Linked DNA regions of Oryctolagus cuniculus: region 2 is linked to region 1. A link is a contact called in public Micro-C data. All regions are on one chromosome and are shown on one strand. Each heading gives the region's core, a stretch centred on a gene start, on an enhancer-like site or on the middle of the called end of the contact. The rest is flanking DNA. Distances are from core to core; before and after follow the strand shown. Region 1 has its middle 29 kb from the start of STARD4. Region 2 holds the start of NREP (neuronal regeneration related protein).

Region 1 (3,969 bases), core at 561-3,060:
CTAGGCTGGAGGAGTCGGTTTCAGGAATCTGTTGCACTGCATGGTGACCACAATTAATAGTAATGCGTTATCCATTTCAAAATTGCCAGAGCAGTAGATTTTATCTCCCTTACCACGCACAAAAGTGTGGTGGGTTGATGAGGTGATAGATATGTTACTTAGCTTGGAGAACACTCAGGTGCTGTTAGGAAATGTGCACGGCGCTTGGGATGTGGAGCAGGACCCCAGGATTTGGGGTTGGCATGGCAACTGCCGCCAGCGAGTTCAGGCATAGCCGGAAGGAGGGCAGGAACTGGAATGAGCCGCCTAACTGCCAGCGTTAATGAAAAACACGGAGCACGGCTGAGGATCAGAGTGAACGCTTGGCGCCCTCAGCGACAGAAACGTAAAAACACGTGAGCCTGAAAGTGAAGCAAATGCCTTCCACTCTGCTGTGGTAACCGAAGGAGAACCAGCTGGGGGCGGGATTTAGTCCATGGTCTGATGGCTGTGCAGGGGGGACCTGTGACACTCGAAATCTGTGTTTGCTAGGTAGTTGACAGAAGTGTCGCCCGGACGTGAGCCTCCTCGCCAAGGCTGACGAGTCTGACGGTGAGCAGCTTTTAGCAGTCAGAGGCCGCACAGATGGCCGCTGCTGCTGTGAGCGTGAATGTCAAAGGGGAAAATGGGCATGTAGAGTGAGACAGGCACTGGGGCTGGGGGAGCAGCGGGCAGAGCCGCGGTGCCTCCGACACCCTCTCAGCTGAAGCCCAAGGCCAGCCTCTGCCACCAGGGCCTGGGACCGCGGAGAACCAGAGTTGTTCTGTTTTCCCACTGCAGAGCCCAGCACAGGGCGTGGCAGGACAGAATCGCACGCCTTGATTCACTGCTGGCTGGTGTGGCCGCTGGCTGTGGCATGGAGTAGCATGATGCCATGGGAGCTGGGGGGGGGGGAGCGGCAGTGACCCATGGACAGCCAGCACAGGGGCTGCCACATGCCAGAGAGGGAAGCAAAGCCACGAGACAGAAAGTGGGCACGCACACCTCTAAGGCCTCAGAGACAGGCACAGAGAGGCAGACGGAGCTGGGCGAGGGAGCCAGGGGTGGCAGAGGGGCCAACGCTCAGTGCAGTCTGCAGAAGGGAGGGCCAGGCCCCAGAGGAGTCCCCTCCCCTCCCCCCAGATTTCTGTTTCCCTACACTGCCCTTTCCCCCGCCTGAATCCCTGGCCTTGGGAGAGTTTTGTCCTCTGGAAAACACACCTTTGAAATGACTTTGGCATAACTTCCTTTTTGTAGTCACTTCCTTCCTCCTCTTTAATACAATGGTCCCTTGAGAAGAGCCAGGGGGAGACACGGGCACAGCACAGCACACAGGGACCTGGAATGGTTGCTGTTGTCCCGGTTCTGCAGGACGGACAGGTGTTCTGCCGAGAGCCTGGGTCTGGACAGGGCTCCCTCCAAGGGAAACCTGGGGAACCATCATTTAGGGAGGACAACCTGGAGCTTGTCTAAGTGGAAGGGGCTGTAAGAAACATAAAACCAAGATACAGCATAAAAAGCTGAGGCCTCGTGGGGCTGTGGGGAGGGCTGGGCAGTGAGGCACCATCTACCAGGTGTCACCATGTGCACCCCTGGGGATCCGAGCATCTTTGTTACAAGGGGCCTTGGGCAGGATTGGGGTCCGCTGGTTCTTTGTGTTTAAACAATCACCCAAGACGCAGCCTGGGCTTCAGGCCCTGCATTGTTGCCTGCTCCTTAGACTGAATTCTGCGTCCTGTTCCGCTAATAGCACTTCCCGAGGAAATGGCCTGAAATTCCAAGATAGTCCCCTAACAAACCGAGGGCCATACGGTGCGGGAACACCCAGAGAACAGCAAGATTTCACTCAGAACGACACAGTCTCTCAGCGTCTGTGGTGGGTCTGCTGTGCGGGGCACGGAAGAGAGAGGCCCAAAGGTTCACCTTCAGTATCCCAGGACTGGAGAAAGCTCACCGCTTACGTGGCCAGCACAGGCTAGGGCTGCAGCGGCTGGAGTCTCCCCAGAAGAAAACAGATCATGAGGTCTGAGAGGAGCCCAGGAGCGCCGGGGGCTCCACCAGCAGCTGCCTTCCTGCCCTGGTTTGCTCCGGGCGGGCCGGGGAGTCTGAGCTAGATGTTTGTCCTGCTTGAGCGCCCTCTTGTGGGAGCTTGCTGGGGAAGGGGCCCGCATTCCCAGTTGCCTTCCAAGGCACCCTGATGGAGATTCAGGTCTCCTCCAAGGCCTCTGTCGTCCAGAACCAGTCTCTCCTTGCTCCCTGTGGTAGAACTGGTGTACTCCATCCTGCCGGGCGCTTCTGTACCTGTTTTGTAGGCATGGGAAGCCAAGTCCAGAGCCCAGCCCACCTGCACTGTCCTGGACACCCCCAAGTCCTCCCTCCCTCATCCTGTGCCATTGTCTGTGCTCCCCCCACATCTGCTGATTCCTTGAGCACCCTGCTCAGTTCCCTCTAGGCCCCTTGCAGGTTCTTCCCCTCACCTGCATTGTGCTTCCTCTTGATCTCCAAATCCTGACCCTGGTTCAGGTCTCAGACCACAGGACGGGGGAGGGCTGCTCTCTGAGCACCTCTCACTGGTGCTCAGGCCCTGCATGTCACCCTTGCACTTCCCAAGGACAGAAATCCCGTCCATTGCCGTCTGCAGTGTTCCTGGTTGTCTGCCAGTATGAGCTGCTAAACAGGTACTGGCTGACAGCCAGACAGGGTCCCTCACCTGTCACGGCTCCTCCACGCCAGGTGGCCAGGGACTCCCAGCCTACACACAGAGCAGTGGATCACCCACCCTCATGTGTCAGCACAAAAAGAATTGACACAGAAGTGAAGAGGAGCAGGCTGACCTGAAGGGGAGAGCACCCCAGCCCCGGGTTAGAAGAGGAGAGGAGAGAGCGGTCAAAACCACACCTGCTGGGTGGGCACAGCTCTCAACCTACCTGCTACTTAGGGCTGTTGCTGGAGATGTCACCTGGGGCAGTTTCTGGGAGGGGTGGAGCTGTCTGCTCTGGCATCAGAGCGCGGGCAGTGCTGCTTGTCATCACGTCGCAAGGTTGCTATGGACAGTGAGAAGGCAGCGGGCACTTCCTTGTCCATTGCAGTGAAGGTTCCTGGCAGGTGTTGCTGTTTAATGTCTCAGCCTTCCTGTGATCCCAGCAGAAGCTTCTGACCTGGCCGGGCTTCCAGCCACACCCTCCCCCGAGTCACCCGGCCTCCCTTGAACACACCTTCGGCTTCTCGTGAGCAGAAGAAGCCATCCAAGACCATGGGGGTGGCTCTTGCAAAGGGCAGTTGCTGAACCCAAAGACCTCCAGCCCTGAGGTGTGGCTGGGAGCTCTAAAGCCCGCAACTCCCATGATAGTCCCTCCTGAGCTCCCGTGGCAGCCCTTAAGTGTGATTACCGACCATACAGTGTACAAGGCACAGATGTTTTCCAAACCAGCACAGACAGAGCCAGCGAGCCCCGCCCTTGGCAGCATAGCCTCGCGCCCAGGTCAGAGGCAGCCAAGGTGGAGGCAGTGAGGCTGCGTCAAGGGAGCCTCGCCAGCATGCTGGGACCACCTATTGGCCCTGCAGGTGACTGAGTGTCCGGTGGTCTCCCCTCAGACACTGCTAGTGGATTCCGTGTTCCATATGAATATGCGCAGTGCACCTCAGAAATCTAGATTGACTCAGCACATTAACCTGGCCAGCCTTGGTGGGTGGGCAGCGTTTCTGAGGGTCAGGTTGCCATGCAGAAAAGGAATCTGGATAAATGGACCTGGCTGTTCCCTGGAGGACCTGGGGCTTCCCGAGTGCCCCCGGAGCCAGCAGTACTCTGAAGTGGAATGCAGCAGTGATGCAGAGGGGGAAAGCACAGCGCGATTTTGCCACCTTGGGGAGGGGACCGAGAAAGGGGAAGCATGGGGCGAAGTGGGGAGAAGTTGAGGGAGGTGTCCTCTGACTCGGCCAGCCCCAGCAGCA
Region 2 (4,305 bases), core at 242-2,741, 87 kb before region 1:
GCTCCGCGGGAGCTGACCCGCTGGCGTGAATCCCCTTACGTCTGCCTGCTTGGTGGGGACCCCACACCCGGAGGGCCTCTGACTCTTTCTTGGGTAGCTGGATCGTGACCGGTTTCTGGAATACAACAGATGAATAGGCTGCGGTGCTGGCTCGGCCTGATTTCTTAGGAAACTCTGTTATCTGGATGTCTGTGGTTATAAGGGAGGGAGTGGCCGGCGCCGCGGCTCACCAGGCTCCTGCCATCGGATCAGTGCGGTGCGCCAGCCACAGCGCGCCAGCTGTGGTGGCCATTGGAGGGTGAACCAACGGCAAAAGGAAGACCTTTCTCTCTCTCTCACTATCCACTCTGCCTGTCAAAAAAAAAAATATATATATATATATATATATGGAAGGGAGTGTAGACGATAATAAATCCACAGTTTCCCTGTGTTTGGAGAGAACAGCTTAGGCAAGTTTTGCATCAACACCAAAGTCTGCAGAACCAGCTTTGGAACAAGCAGGTGCATCTTCCGGGGCCGTGGATGGGCTGGAGCCCGCGGGCTTTTCTTCTGCAGCCTGAGCCCATGCCGGCCATCACAGGCCCCATCGCCCGGGCGCCCTGGAGCTGCAGCTGGGGCTTCCGGTGTGTGCCTGCCCCTGGCGCCCGCTGCTCTGGCCAGTGAGCACCGGGCCCCAGGGCAGCGGGAGGCAGGCTTCTCCCTTTGTCCTTAGCTGCGGCTCCCAGTCTAGTTTTCCGCAGGACAACGGCTGTGGTGTTCTAGACTCATCCAGAGGTGCCACACCTGTACAGCCCAGTAGGTAACTGGTGGTACCCAGCGGCCTTGGCGCTCTGAGAGGCGGCCACAGGCTTGGCAGGAAATCAGTGTGCTCCCTTGGACTTGGGAGTGTGCAGTGCGTCTCTTGAAGGTGCGCTGTTTCTGCACCCGACGCACAGGGGGGCGAGGGCTCCTCCAGGGAGGCCAGGGTCAGGGCCTGCCTCTGCTTCTGCACCTTTCTGCGCCAGGAAACGGCCTTCCAGCCCCAGAAACGCACTTTGTCAGAGTTGCAAAACCGCGAGCTGTCATTCCTGCGAAAAAAAGATGGATTTTTAAGTAAGAAGGGCAAGTTTTTGTTGTGTTTTTCCTTTTTAAATCAGAAATGCCCAAGCACTTTTTTTCTTTCTTTTTTTTCCCCCTCCAGCAATCCCTGATTTAAAAACAAATAGGGTTTCCGAGGGCAGGGGGCGGGGAACGGGAGGGCGGAGGCGGGAGCGCGCGTCCCCGCGCCTCGTGCTCGTGCGCGCGGGCCCGCGACCTCCGGGCCGGGCTCCCCGCGGGCGCCGGGGGGGGGGGGGGGCGCGCGTGGCCCGTGCGGGCGGGCCCGGCGCGGGGAGGGCCGCGGCCGCCGGGGGGGGCGCGTCGCCTCAGACGGCCCCGGGCGCGGGGCGGTGACCGGGCGCGGGCCGCGCCGCGCCGCCCCGTGTGTGTGGGAGCGGCCGCACGTCGGGGCGGGGAGCCGGGCGCCGACTCAGCAGTGTGGGCCGCGCTGGCGCCGCGCCCGCCCGCCCGGCAGAATGAGCTCATTGTGCGCCGGCCGCGGGACCCGGCGGCTGAGGCGGCGCGGCGCGGGCGCGAGCGGGCTTTGTCCGTAAGTACCGGCGCGCGGCCCCTCGCGCGGCCGCCCCGCGGGGTCCGCGCCGCCGCCCGGGACGCCCGGGACGCGCGGGCGCGGGGGGCGCGGGTGGGGGTCCCCGCGCCGCCTCGCGCCCCGGGCGGGCTCCGCACTTGGCGGCGCGCGTTCTCTCGGCGAGCGGCCGCGCGGGGCTGTGGGAGCGGCGTGCGGGAGGCGCGAGGCGCGGGCTGCCCGGATCCGCTCCCACGGCCACGCTGCGGGAGCACGCGCGGAGGCCGGGGATCCCCCTTTCCAGAACTTGCGGCTTCTCTCCGGTTCTGCCCGATTCCTGACGGAACTCAGGTGAACAAAAGAGCTTTGTGGAGCGCGTGCAGGTGCAGGGTCCCCGCCGCCGGCTTGGCCTAGGGCGAAGGGGACAATGGTGTGTGTGTGCCTGACTCCCCGCCCCCACCCCCGTGGGTTTTTTTATTTTATTTTATTTTATTTTTTTAAACACGGAAGGTTATGTAATGCAGTGCCATTTCCAAAAATACCCGCTCCGAGGCACCGCACTAGCCGGCGGAGAGCCGTCTGCGCGGCAGAGAGACTGCCAGTAGTGTGTCTGCGAACAAAGGACAGCCAGAAAGCAGCCTATTTTTATCCCTGGCTTCTACTTTTAAGTTGCTAAACCTCTTGAACTCGTGCAATTTAAAGAGGAACTAGACGCTGAGAGCAGCCCGGGACTCTGCAGCACCGGACCTGGGGATTCCTTTGTCCTGGTGCAAACCCTTAGGCCGCCGTGGAGGCGCCTGCAGGAGCCCCCGTGGCCCACGGAGGTCGTTTGTGTGTCACTCACCTGGGCCACAGAACACAGTCGTTCGCGGGAGCGGGTGAAGGGTTGAGCTGGCCCGCTGACCTGTGGCCGGGCGCCGTGTCCACCTATCGAAACCTATTTTGCAGGTCGGTCTCCTGGGACTGAAGAGAGGGCGAGCACGGGCCCAGGACCGTTAGGATTGTCAAAATGGTAAGAAGTCGTCGGAGGACATTCCCGGTAGCTTCTCGTCCCTAACACGTCCCAGCCACGCGCCTGGACCCTCTAGCGCACCCACCCCACCTGACCTCTGCAGGGCTCCCCGCAGTCTCCTGCAGCTTACGCCCATTGGCTGTGGGCAGTCGGGCTTTGACTTGGAAACTAAAATTCCTCTTTCAGAAGCAAAGATTGAACAAGAGAAACTGGTCTGTTCTGGAAGAAGAGTGACGTGTGATGACACGCACGGAGGGGGTGATGGCAGCGGGGCTGGGGCAGGGCAGTGGGTCTCGTGCCGGGTGCCGGGGTGGAGGGAGGGGCCCCAGGGGCGGCCACAGCCTGTGCTGTCCTTAAGACAGGGCGTCTCCAGGAAGCCTGCAGACACAGGGAGTGGGGCTTTGTTGCTGATCCCTGACTTCCTTTAGGAGAGACCCCAAGTGTGCTGTTCCTGACAGACTGTGACCCATGGGGAAGGCAGCAGAGATTGATGACCAGGGAAAGGAATACCTCTTTGCCACTCAGAGCGCACGATTGCCACATTCAATTTTAGTGTTTTTTTCTTTCTTTTAGGTGAGGGTGGAATTTAATGAATCAAAATTGAATCTGAGATACTTGATGTTTTCTTTTAGAGCAGCCCAGGTACAAGCTTGCAAGGAGAAAAATGAATCAGAGGCAAGGAAATGAGTTCAGTTTGACTTTTGTTAACACGTAAGCGTGGAAGGTCTTTGTGCACGCCTCCCTCTGTCATTTCAACAAGTGGGTGTGGAAGCAGTAAATAAAGTAATTTCACTTGGACATAGTTGGCTAACGACCAAATTAAGGAACTTGAGGTAGAAAGACAAGAGGCCCACATAAAACTGATCAGTGGGTTATGTGCACATGGCCCCTAACTTCATACAAAATCCACAACCAGCGGTTGTCATAGAGTCATGGGTTGGTGGAAAACGGTCTGCTGTGTTTTTGTTTAGTTAATTAGATTTTGTCAGGACTGGCCACATTGCCTTGTGTCCTGGCTCTTCAGCCTAGAACCTTACCCATGCTGTTTGATCATAGGTGGACCATGCATATTGGGCCAGGTCTGGTGGCCGCTTTGTATAAACCTAAACGTGACCAGTGATCCCGCCCAAAGATCGCGCTCCGAGGGAGACGCGTTTCTGTAGTAGCGAGTGGAGGGAGGTCTGTGGAAGGCGGAATGCGTGCCAGAGCTGAGAATGAAACTTGGAACCATTTGAATGCAGAATAGCAAATGCAAATTAATATTCCATGCTCCTGTCTTACAGTTGTCACTTATGGAAAGTGGCAGAATGGGAAGTCACAATTTGTTGCAATTGGAAGGAATTTTGCTCATGGACGAGTGCTCCCGACTGTTGGTGACCTTCTCATCAGGATGTCAGTCCCTGTGGCGCAAGCCCACGCGTGGCCCGAGAGGAAAGCAGTGGCGTCCTTGTGGGGGATTCCAAGTCGCTTTCTAGCAGTTCTGCAAAGTCAGCTCTAAATGTCTCTGCGCAAATTAATGTTTTAAAAAGTGTCAATTGCGGTTTTTTCCAAGAACTGGCGTTAGAGGTGTCTCCCACCTCTTTCTCCTCTTGGGCAGGATTAATTCTCTCTACTTGATGGAAACTGGGCTTGCTTTGCAGAGCCCCGCGGTGGGCTTAGACATGGCCTGTGGACAACAGAAATGGTGGCT

What was found. Hi-C and Micro-C count contacts between places; a contact is called where the count stands out from the background.
Region 2: a Micro-C map of ear pinna shows a contact between it and region 1, with 4 times the contacts expected there. The contact joins the promoter of NREP here to the enhancer-like site in region 1. A contact is called at or near these places in 2 of 6 Hi-C or Micro-C datasets (ear pinna and psoas muscle).

What each region holds. Positions count from the first base shown.
Region 1 is chr6:2,844,277-2,848,245 of mOryCun1.1, reverse strand. No RefSeq gene overlaps it. Among named protein-coding and RNA genes, the nearest start is that of STARD4, 29 kb to the right of the region's middle. Within about 2 kb of position 1,810, at least 4 of the 8 cell types and tissues checked have an H3K27ac peak or open chromatin away from gene starts, as enhancers often do. A contact at or near this core is called in ear pinna, where this site is marked.
Region 2 is chr6:2,930,431-2,934,735 of mOryCun1.1, reverse strand. It overlaps NREP (neuronal regeneration related protein), which reads left to right and starts at 1,491. Exons shown (of 4, transcript XM_051834529.2): 1 at 1,491-1,627; 2 at 2,552-2,615. The coding sequence starts at 2,613.